Linked DNA regions of Mus musculus: all the other regions are linked to region 3. A link is a contact called in public promoter capture Hi-C data. All regions are on one chromosome and are shown on one strand. The core of a region is the stretch at or near the end of the contact, and the rest is flanking DNA. Distances in the headings are between cores, read along the strand shown.

Region 1 (3,728 bases), core at 162-2,661, 3.5 Mb after region 3:
GAGGTGGGGACTGCCATTGTTTTCTAATCCTTCTCTGATCCTCACCCTCAATTCACTTCTCCCTCCCCTTTTAGACATTGAAGGAGTTTTCAAGCTGGGATTTCTGTACATTCCAGAGCTGGTTATACAACCGGATTCTTTGTTGCTCCAGCTCACCTGGCACTGGCAGTTACTAATGCCACTTAATGTCTTTAGGCTAGTTAGAGGCCTAAGCTCAGCTGGCCCGTTGCCACATTCCAGACACAGTAGCCTGTAAGGCTGGTCTGACAGGCCTCCTCAGTGTTCCTCAGTATGACCTCTGGTTAGGGCTCACACAAAACTTCTTTCCCTATCTAGAAAAGGGATCTGCACAGACCAGACTCACAATTGATGAAGTGTGCTCTGGAGATCTTTGTTTGTTTAATTTTGCTTTTGTTTTTGGAGACAGGGTTTCTCTGTATAGCCCTGGCTGTCCTGGAACTCACATTGTAGACCAGACTAGCCTCAGACTCAGAAATCCGCATGCCTCTGCCTCCCGAGTGCTGGGATTAAAGGCATGTGCCACCACTGCCCGCCTGGAGATCTTGAGAATCATTCCATGTTCGTTGGAAGGTATGGAATTTAGGTGAGAGGCCAACTATTGAAATAGTATACTCTAAAAACAGTTATTTTCCTAGGGAAGAAAAGTGAAAGGTACCCTGAAAGGTAAGTATAGGTCTATATTCCAAATATGTCCCAGTTACTGGCAGTCTAAGTAACGGAGGTGAAGTGCCTTTTCCCAGGCAGCACTGATGGTAGTTGACCTCAATCTTGCCTTCCCTAAGAGCCTGGGGCAAGCAAGGAAAGTGCAGGGCTAAGGAGCCAGGTGGTGTGGGGGTGGGAGGACCAAGAGGCAGGTCACTTTCCTGACAGGTGATTTCCTCTCTGGGAAGACCAGCCACCTGGCCCTGCTGCCACTCTTAATAATTAGCCAACCATGGTGCTAAAGGTTTCTGCAGGCCCCACAATCTCTGGCTCCTTCCTTTTCTCCCCCACTTCTCACAGCTAGTCTCGAACTGAGTGGAGAAACTCTTTGGTAGCAACCTGGGAGCAGTAGCGCAAAAGCACCAAGTTAAGGAATGAGGAATGTATGCAAAATCGAAACCGAGTTCCAAGAGTCTGGCAAGTCCCATTTGGGCGGGACTAGCTCCGGGAGTAGGGTGTGTAGCCACGCTGAAACCCGCCCCGCGTGGGAGCGGAAGTAGGGAGTCCCTGCAAGGGGTTCGACAACCTCTCCGCCCCCCTGCCAATACCACGCCCGATTTATTTGCATTTAAAGAGAGAAGCACCAAGGAAAACAGTGGGCGGGCGAGGGCATGCCTTCCAGCCGTCATGATTGGACTGTATGCCTGCCAATCATATCACGGACGTCCCACCCTATAACTGTGGAGTCCGGGGTGAAGGGGGTATGGGGGAGCTGCCCAGAGCCTGGAGAAGGGTAGTCGGCGCAGAAGACTGCTGTAGTCCCGGTGAAGGCTGCGGCAGGAGCAGTGGTGGCGTTCTCAGCAGAGGCTCCAGCTCAAATCGGAGCAGCGCAGCAGACAATAAACAGCGCTGGGAGCTGGACCTGGCAGGGTAAGCATTGCACACAGCTAAGAGCCATCCTGCTGAAGGTCTAGTGCATCCCCGCGTGCTCCGCTCTGGTCTCCTGGACTAGGGTTTCCAGAGCCTGGCTGATCGGAGTCCCAGCCTCTTGCTGGTCTTTCTTTGAACTCGCTTTGCGTACTGTCCAGCGAAGGGCCCAGCGGCCGTTAGTCTTTAGGGTCCGGGCGACCGTGGCTGGGGGGTGGGGTGGGAGGGCCGGAAGGCGGGCGGACTATCCTGGGCTACGCCTCTAGGTTGTAATGGGAGGCTGGGATGGGCCCACACGTGCTGTTGCGTGGTTCCGGGAAGGGCGCCGCTAGCCAGCACCCGGAGAACGCATTTGCAGGCCGGGAACTCCTTATCTTTGTTTGTAGTATATTTTCTGGAACAGCTGTTAGGCCGGTGCTGCTCACCCGCGAGGCCTTGCTGTGGCCCCTCCCCTCTGCGGTGCATCTCCTATGTCTCTCCTCTGCAGAGGAAGCTGGCGCGCTCGCTTATGGCCAGACTGAGACTGGCTTTAGGGTGGATTAAGATATCCACAGTCTGTTCCTCCTCAAGGGAGCACAGTTGGGTTTCTGAACTTCCCACTTATCCTGGAACCTTGGTCCTATGGTCCCAACCAGCCGCACCCCCTCCTGGGCCTCCAGTCTGTCGTTTGGCTCCCACCCCCATTGCAGGCGGGCTGGACCAGGAGCTCTTACTGGCCCTTGGGTTAGAGCTGCAAGGCCGCTTTGTTGCCGCCCCCACCCCCTACGCGCCTCTTTTCCCTTGTAGGGCATAGGGCGCGTTTTTTTTTCTTTTTCTCTCCAGCCTTTGGTTTAAAATAGCAATAGGCACAATATTGTGGGGGGATTTCCCTGCTAGAGGCGGAGGGGGCCGTCGTTGTAGTAAAGAACACACAGTATATATAAGGCAGACAAATCCTACAACTTCTCAGTTACTTAAAATACCCAGCCTGCCAGACTGCTGTCATTGTCTGCTGCAGACACCTCTGACACTGGTGACCGCCCAAAGGCGTGATTTCTCCTGAGCTCCCCTTTGAGGGGCTAAGCTTGCCAGATGAGCCATGGGAGGCAAAGGCGGCAGCGGGACTAATACAGCAGGACCATCCTCCCTGTCGCTGGACTCGCCTTGAGAGAAGTGTAGACAGCCCTGTTCGCATATGTCTTCTGCGTCTCTGGCTGGCCTGCCTCAGCAACACTGGTATGGACTGGTCTCCGGGCACTGCATTGTTGGACTTTCTGTCCTACCATTGGAGATTCCAACAAAGCCCATTCCTTCGAGTGCCCTACTCTGTGCACCACTCTGGACTATTAAGGCATTCCTGAAGAATAAGAGAGGGGATTTGACTAAGGGACTGTGCAGGCTGGACAGCTTTATAGTGGGGCATTGAGACCCAGTAAATAAATCTCTTACTTTGTAACGTTAACATGGGATATCTATCTATCTATCTATCTATCTATCTATCTATCTATCTATCTATAGATATAGCTATATAGACACACACACATACACCCAAGCTAGGATTGGGGATACCACATTATTTTCACCCCTACCTAATTGACCAGACCTCAACACATCTTTGCAGCTGGTCTTTTATTTCCAGCATCTGACTCTGCCCTGCTTTGACTTCAGTCCAGCACCTTTCCCACACTCAAACACTCTCATCCTACACTTGTCCAAGTCCCTCCCTTTCAGGCCTCAGTTCTCAACCAACTTTCTCTTTGGGGCATTTCAGGCTGCTTCTAGATGAGCAGACCTCTTGGAACTCCTGTACAGTTAAGTTTCACTGACTCTGCTTTGTTTCCCTTATATAGGTATTTAGGTTCTCTCAGAACCCTCATAGGGGTAAATAAAGCCTAGGCCTCAGCTACAACCCTCTAGGATCCTAGATTTATAAAGCAATTAATGAGTGAATGTTCCAGAAGGACTTTCTGTCTTTGTAGAACTTTAGAAAAGACCTTTATCCTCCCAACTTGTGTTTGCCTTAATCCATGAAACATAAAGTAAACGTGCCTAAGGCTCAGATATGGATATAATATACCTAGTGTGGGTGGAAAGAGGGATTGGGTTGCTACTACATTCAAAAAGAAAGTCATAATTAGTTCCCTCTATTATCAGGGTCT
Region 2 (3,779 bases), core at 163-2,662, 3.3 Mb before region 3:
CTCTTCCCCCTCCCCCTCTGTTTCCCCTGCCCTCTGTTTTCCCCTCCCCCTCTCTCTCCTCCCCTCTTTCTTCCCTCTCCCCTCTCTTCCCCCTCCCCCCATCTCTTCCTTCCCATTGTGACTCCCCTAGCCTCAGTCCTTGGGGCCAGTGAACTTGCCCGAGAGCACCTTTCCAATAAACCTGCATTTAATATAATCTAATTCTGCTTGATTTGTCTCATTTCACCTACAGTGGCGAAGTAACGTATCACCCAGCACTTGGGAAGATGAGGCAGATGACCTCTCTCAAGCTGCAGGTCAGCCTAGCCTGTCTAGAAGAGCCTGTCTCAAAAGTTAAAAATAAAGATATAGTCTGCTTGCTTGTACTATATAGACTGTGGGGGTGCATGCCTGTAACTCAACTCTCAGCAGAAAAATGATGAGTCTGAGACTACCCTGGCTTACATAATGAGGCTCTGTCTCAAGATGTATATTTCAGTTTGAGGCCAGCCTGGTATACAGAGTGAGTTCCAGGACAGCCAACGCTGCACAGAGAAATCCTGTCTCGAACCCCCCCCCCAAAATGTATATTTCATTTGCATATATATATATATATATATGAAAAAGTGACTCATTCCCTAGCAGCCACTAATGATAACAAATAAATGATAACAACTGCACACACACATATGAGAGAGAGGGGAGGGACAGGAGAAAGAGGAAAGGTGAGGCTGAAAAATACCCCTTTCATAATAGTTTGAAGGGACTGGATCTTTGGGTTTATGATGGGCAGACTTCATCGACCTGTGGGAGGCCACAGATAACTAAGAGAGCAGAAAATGGTGAATGAAGGGCAGCCAGTGCCACCACTCTAACACAGCAGCTTCAAAAGTAGAACAGCTAGGTCTACATACTGGCTAGGCAAAACCAGATACTCTCTAATGTTCCCTCTCTTCCACTTACAGTACAATAAATGTCAAATGTGTTCTACAGGAGTGGATGCGCAGGATGCCAGGTTCAAGCAGAGAGCCTACCATCTCACCCTGGATGGCTCAGTGCCTCAGCAATCTTTACAAAAGCAAAGAGAAACATGCCGTTGGCCAAACCTTTCGCTTAGCATGGGGCTGGCTGATTGGACTGGTAACTCTGGAAGATTAGAGAAACTTTGTATAAGAAAAGTATCGAGTATTAAAATGTATCTTTTTATCACTCAGCCATCTAACAGAACTCTCCTTGCGGGCAGTTATCTGGTGCGATTGGTCTGGGTATCCCCAGCACTCATCACTCGGCACAAAGAAGAGAAAGGACTGAGGAAAAACAGTTTTTGGGAGATTCTCTCAGCCTCAGTTTCCCAGCCTGGGACCTCTGACCTCCCACCAGCAGATGGCAAGAGAGAGTCCCCGCCCGCTGGGAAAGTCTGAGGCTGGGCGGAGCAACCCAGGCTCCAGCGCGCGCGCAGCCTCCGACCCTAATTTCTTCGTTCGCCGGAAGAAGGCGAGTCTCTTTCCGTTCCTAGCGCAGCCATGGTAAGGCAGGGGTACAGCGAGCTCTTGGGTTGCATCGGCTTCCATCCTCCCTGACCGATGCTGCCCGGGTTATCAGGGCTCCCGCGGTCGACTACAGGGTGGAGGCGAAAGCAGCTCTGCTGCAGGCTGGCAGAGATGGGCTTGGCGGCAAGGGAGAATACTGGTCTGAGCTAGGATGGGAAGTCTGCCGCAGAGGGCAAGCAAGGCCTTGGGCTTAATCACACATCCCCTTGCCCAGGGAGAAATGCTTTTCCACTTGGGGAAGAACTTCGAGGGCCCGGGAGTGCAGATTGAAGCTTTGGGCATGTGGGCGCAGGGTCTGCTTGAAGGATTAGCTCTTACTTGTGCATTTGTCTATCTTTTGGCACGGACTTACTTTATATGTTGTGTAGCTGGTAAGTGTACGAAGCATTACAAAAAGCTTCCTTCCGCTTTCGAATGTGAAACTTCGACTCTTTAGTATACAAAGGAGCAGTACACGTGGTAGTGCCAGTGCCGGAGTTAGAGTTTATCTTTGTACCAGAAACCTTCGATCCAGATGGCTGTGTTCTAATACTATACTTTTCGATTGACAATTGAGATACGGTCCTGGGCCATTTTCTGTCCCTATCTGCCTGTGCGTCTAGGGTTGAATCACTGGGTAATTCGCAAGTGTGCTATGAAAGGCTAATTTTTGTGAGCAGGCATAATGGAGACATCTGGCATAACTGTAAAAAATGGGAATCGCTAAGGTGCGAATACTGGGTTTGGCCTATTGATGCTTATCTGTCTTTTCTACGTTTTACTGGGACCCGGCGCTTTCAATATTGCCCACATTTTGTTAATTGGGAAAGTTCGAAAGTCAGTTCATTGAAGGATTTACGCCGTAGGCTTTGCTGGAAAGACCTGAAACAATGTAACAACGTTACTTTGAAAACTTCTTCCAGGCTCGTGGTCCCAAGAAACACCTGAAGCGTGTAGCTGCTCCAAAACATTGGATGCTGGATAAGTTGACTGGCGTGTTTGTAAGTATTGTGGTGTGAAAGGTAGACATACCTTTAACAAGCATATTTGTGGAGTTGAATGTAGAGAATCTTTGGCTGTCTTAAAGACCTGTGTCCTACCTCAATTTTGATACATCTGTTTCATCTACTCCATGTATTCCATAGTACACTGATGGTGGATACATAGACTCAGGTCTCAAAGTAGCAGGCCTCATTCTTTGGAGGAGAAAATGTTGAGGAATCTTCTAGCGACCCCCCCCCCATGTAAAATAACCCAAGTTTTGGTGTAGTAATTTTCCTAAAACTTTCCAGGCTCCTCGTCCATCCACTGGTCCTCACAAGCTGAGGGAATGCCTGCCTCTCATCATTTTCCTAAGGAACAGACTTAAGTATGCCCTGACTGGAGATGAAGTAAAAAAGATTTGCATGCAGCGATTCATTAAGATTGATGGGAAAGTCAGGACCGATATAACCTACCCTGCTGGGTTTATGGGTGAGTAATCAGGATCGGTAGTGGCCACAGGCCCTTAACTCCCAATAGTGGCAGGTGACTGGGAAAGTGCCAGGCTTTCCTGGTCTTCGTCTTCACCCCTACCCTGGCACGGTAATATGGAGAGGTTTGGCTACTGGGCTTTTATTCCTTTTTAAATTTTGAATTTCTTGCTACTCTCCCATACAGACCTACTGGATCAGAATCTCTGTTGGGCTGTTACTTAAATATTGTGGGGATAGCTTCTGAAACCCAAATTCCCATTTAAAGTTTATGTGGAGTCTTGATAAAATGGGCTCACACACACACATCCCCCAGCTCAGTTAGGAGTGTAGTGAGGGTTGCTGTGGTAACCTTATTCTTTGATATCAGATGTCATCAGCATTGACAAGACCGGAGAGAACTTCCGTCTGATCTATGACACCAAGGGTCGCTTTGCTGTTCATCGTATTACACCGGAGGAGGCCAAGGTTGGTGTGGCAAGCGGGCTGGGTAGTTTCCTCTAAAATTAGTTTCTAAGTTAGATCATGGAAGTGAGAGATGAGTCAACAGATTTCATTAGAATTGTGTGCCTAGAGATGAGATCGATGGGGACCTGTTGCATGGTTTAACTTACTGGGTACTCAACCCCGTTTCTCACGTGGCAAAGCACATGCTTGATCTCGGACCTACACCCCAGCCCCTCAGCCTCTGTAAGGTCTGTTGCTAGATATCTTGGGGTGGAGCTTTCTTGTGGCAATTAGAGCACTGACTTTTGGTGTCTTGTAGAAACACGACATCCTTTCTTGGGATTAATTTTGA
Region 3 (3,737 bases), core at 18-2,517:
GAAAGCAGTTACTGAGCAAACAGTATATAAGCAAATACTGTTTGGGAAGAAGAACGACAGGGCGTAACAACGACTTCCTTATACTCCTCCACTCATGACTGTATTAGGCACTTCATAGAAGTTATGCCATTTTAAAGGCAGGTACCTTCTTTTCAGTTTAAGAGTCAAAAACACCCTTCACTGAAACGAAATGCTCAAACTCACAAAAGCTTCAGTGCGAATGCACTCTAGCTCACATGGGGTTAACTGTGAAGCCAGTGTTCTTAAAGCAGTATTGGTGGCTCTTAGTGACATATGTGTCATGAAGGGGATAGCAAGCACCTGCAAATAATAATTAGCTGCTTTGAGTCACCCACCGGGCAAGTAAAGGTTCCGGTTACAACCAATAAAACGACAACGTCCTGTGAGAAGCAGTTTCATTACTTGTGTAGTACTTCACAATGACTGGTGACAAGTCGTGATAAATGACAGCGATAGAGGATACTTCAGAAACCACTCCAAGCTCGGCATTTAACTCACTGTCAAAGAACCCCTAGAGTGTGGACAGACAGCGGAGAGTCTCAGAAAGGCACAGAAGGCCAGCGAATGGAAGGGAGATGCAGCTAACTCAAAGACCAGGTGTAGTGTCAGCTGGTTGTAGACGCCAAGGGCCTGCAAAGCCAAGAAGCTCTGGCTCTCTGATCCCGAAGCCTTCCCGACTCGCTTCCCGGGAGCTCTGCCTCGCCCTCAGTCCCTTCTGCCACTGTCCTCTTAACTCACCAGGGGCTTGGATGCCGCTGCCTCCTGTTCTCCCGGAGAGTCCTCCGCTTCCGCCATCTTGATAAACCTCCAACTGCTCCCCTCCCATGCGTCTCTGCGAAACCTGAGACGTGGAGACCGGGGCTGGTCAGCGCGCGGTCGCGTTAAGACGGCGTCACCGCCGGCGCCTGAGGCTGGCTGCTGCGGCGCCCAGCCGAGTTCCGGTGCTCCGGTAGCCTCCGAGGCTCGAGCGCGAGCCTATTTGCTCACTGTTTGGGGACGCAGTTTCGCTAGGGGGCGCTCCGCCTTCCACGCCCACTGAGAGTGCAGGCTAGAAGCGCCGGCTCGCCCAGCGGTGCCCCAGGCTCCAGCAAACTCCCAGCCGAACCCAATGGAGCCCAGTGATGCTCAGCTGAACCCAATCGAGCCCCGTGATGCTCAGCCGAACCCAATCGAGCCCAGAGGCCCCAGCCAAACTTAGCCGAGCCAAGTGGCATTCAGCCGAACCTAGCTGAACTTAGCCGAACTTAGCGGAACCTAGCGGTACACAGCCAAACACAATCGAGTCCAGAGGCTCCCAGCCAAACCTAGCAGAGCCCAGAGGTGCACAGCCGAACCTAGCCGGACACAGCAGAGCCCGGCAACGCACAGCGGAATACAATGGCGCTCAGAGGCGCCCAGCCGAACCTAGTAGGCACACAACCAAACCTAGCCGAATGAAGCCGAGCCCAATGGAGCCCAGAGGCTCCTGCTAAACTTAGCGGAGCCCAGTAGCGTTCAGCCAAGCCCAGCAATGCACAGCCGAACTTAGCCGAACCCAGCGGTGCACAGCCAAACACAATCGAGCCCAGAGGCTTCCAGCCGAACGTAGCAGAACCCAGAGGTGCACAGCCGAACCTAGCCGAACACAGCCGAGCCCAGCAGCGCACTACCGAACCTAGTCGGCTCACAGCCGAACGCAGCCGAGCCCAGCCGCTCACCACCGAACCTAGTCTGATCACAGCCTGACACAGCCGAACGCAGCCGAGCCCAGAGGCGAACAGCCGAAGCTAGTCGGTGCAAAGCCGAACGCAGCCGAGCCCAGCCGTGCACCACCGAACCTAGTCGGATCACAGCCGAGTGTAGCCGAACGTAGCCGAGCCCAGCGGGCACCGCCGAACCTAGTCGGATCACAGCCGAATGCAGCCGAGCCCAGCAGCGCACAGCTGAACCTATCTGAACGCAGCCAGCGGTGGCCTGCGGCACAGAGCCACACCTAGCCGAGCCCAGACAAACGAAGTCGAACGCATCGGCGTTCAGCCAAGCGCTGCCGAGACCAATGGCGCCCAGTCGATCCCAACCGAACCTAACCGCACCCAGCTGAGAGTAGGCTATCCCACCACCAGCGCCACTGCGGAGCAAAGCGGAGCACTGTGGATCCAAAACGCGCCCAACTAGGACCATCTGAAAGCAGCTGAGACTAGCAGCGCTTGACAGAACCAGTTCACCAGAAGTGGCTCTGAAGTGCCATTCCTCGTGTCCCCAAGAAAAAGGCCTCCGACTTCAAGTTGAAGAACCTGATCCCCTTGTCTACTGCCGTCCTTGCCTTACTAGTTCCCTGAGCTTCATAGCCAGCTTCCATCTCCTTCAAATCCTCAAACCTTTGTATTGTCTCCCCACAGGTCCTGCACAATTATTCTCTCTTTCATCTCCTATCAAGTGGGAGAGCTTCACTCCACTAACTTCCCAAAACCACTACAACTTTGAAGTTGCTAAGCTACTTGGTGGCAAGTACTGAAAATGTCCTTGATCAGTAGAGGCTCCTGGGGTGGGTAGTAGGCGGGGAATGGGTAGGAGTCAGCTACTGTAACCAAAAAAAAAAAAAAAAAAAAAAAGAAAGAAAGAAAAAGAAAAAAAAGAAAAAGTTAAAACAAACAAACAACAACAAAAAAACCACCCCTGCCGGGACCAACTTTCACCCCTACCTCATCCTGGCAAACAATCAAGATGTTTCTGACTCCTGGTTGCTCTGACTCACCTCTTACCCAAGGCTCCAGTGAGGTCAAACAAGAGAGCCATTGTTGGCATCATCAACATTCTCCCTATGCAGTAAAATGCACTGCTTTATATATTTGGATAGGTAATTCAGAAAGGAACCCAGGGAATAGATGGGAGGAGGAGATACGTGGACTGTGGAAAGCCAGACTTCCCAGAATAAGCTTCTGGGGATGGCTATTAGTTATTTTACTTAAATATTAGTACAGTAATTCTCCTTCAAACCAAGTAAAATTTCAGTCCTTAAACAAACACTCGTGGAAGTGATAACAGAGTTGAGGCTTTGCCAGGGCTGTGGTGCTTGCTTGGAGTCCCAAAGGCAGGAAGACTGTTGCTACTTTGAAGCCAGTCTAGTCTACATAGAAAAGTTCAGGCCGGTCATGGCTACTTGGCAAGACCTCCTCTTAAATCTTTTAGGCTAGTTGATATGAACTCATTTTAATTACAAGAGGCATGCAAGGCACGACAGCCCAGGGCAGCTAGGAATGATATCACTAAGGGGTGGCAGGATCATCCTGGGGTACACAGACAGACTCTTACAAACCAATTATAACAACAGCAAAAATGTCTTATACAACTGCTTCAAGGACAGCCTTAGGCTCTCCATCCTAATCCTTCCTCCTGCTACCCCTCTCCCATGTCTCCCACACTTATCCATTCACTCAAGTTCCTTCCTACTTCCATTGGTAACTTCTAGTTTCTTGCCAGCCTCCAACATTAGTTCCCCCCCCCCCCCACCTGCAACCCAGTTTTCATCTCTAACCTCAACTCTTAGCATCTTTACCTTTCTTTAAAAATGTCATTGATGCTGAGTTAAGAGAAGGAAAGGCCATAAAACAAGCCAAGACATTTTCAGGATACCTAAGGATTATTTCAAACTCTTGGTGTTCCCTGTTCTCAGTTAACTAAGTGATACTGGCTGGATGTGATGCTTTGAGTTGACAAAAGAAAGGTTGTGAAAAACA

Evidence for each region. Promoter capture Hi-C pulls out the DNA fragments that hold promoters and counts their contacts.
Region 1: a contact with region 3 is called in a promoter capture Hi-C map of pre-B cells. The contact joins the promoter of Amer1 here to the promoter of Yipf6 in region 3. A contact is called at or near these places in 1 of 39 promoter capture datasets (pre-B cells) and 1 of 484 Hi-C or Micro-C datasets (CD4 T cells).
Region 2: a contact with region 3 is called in a promoter capture Hi-C map of liver, with 4 times the contacts expected there. The contact joins the promoter of Rps4x here to the promoter of Yipf6 in region 3. A contact is called at or near these places in 3 of 39 promoter capture datasets (erythroid cells, liver and pre-B cells).

What each region holds. Positions count from the first base shown.
Region 1 is chrX:95,442,523-95,446,250 of GRCm38.p6, reverse strand. It overlaps Amer1 (APC membrane recruitment 1), which reads left to right and starts at 1,411. Exons shown (of 2, transcript NM_175179.4): 1 at 1,411-1,593.
Region 2 is chrX:102,187,024-102,190,802 of GRCm38.p6, reverse strand. It overlaps Rps4x (ribosomal protein S4, X-linked), which reads left to right and starts at 1,412. Exons shown (of 7, transcript NM_009094.2): 1 at 1,412-1,505; 2 at 2,432-2,509; 3 at 2,801-2,981; 4 at 3,351-3,448. The coding sequence starts at 1,503.
Region 3 is chrX:98,935,311-98,939,047 of GRCm38.p6, reverse strand. Yipf6 (Yip1 domain family, member 6) reads right to left here and starts at 1,267. Exons shown (of 7, transcript NM_207633.2): 1 at 760-1,267. The coding sequence starts at 816.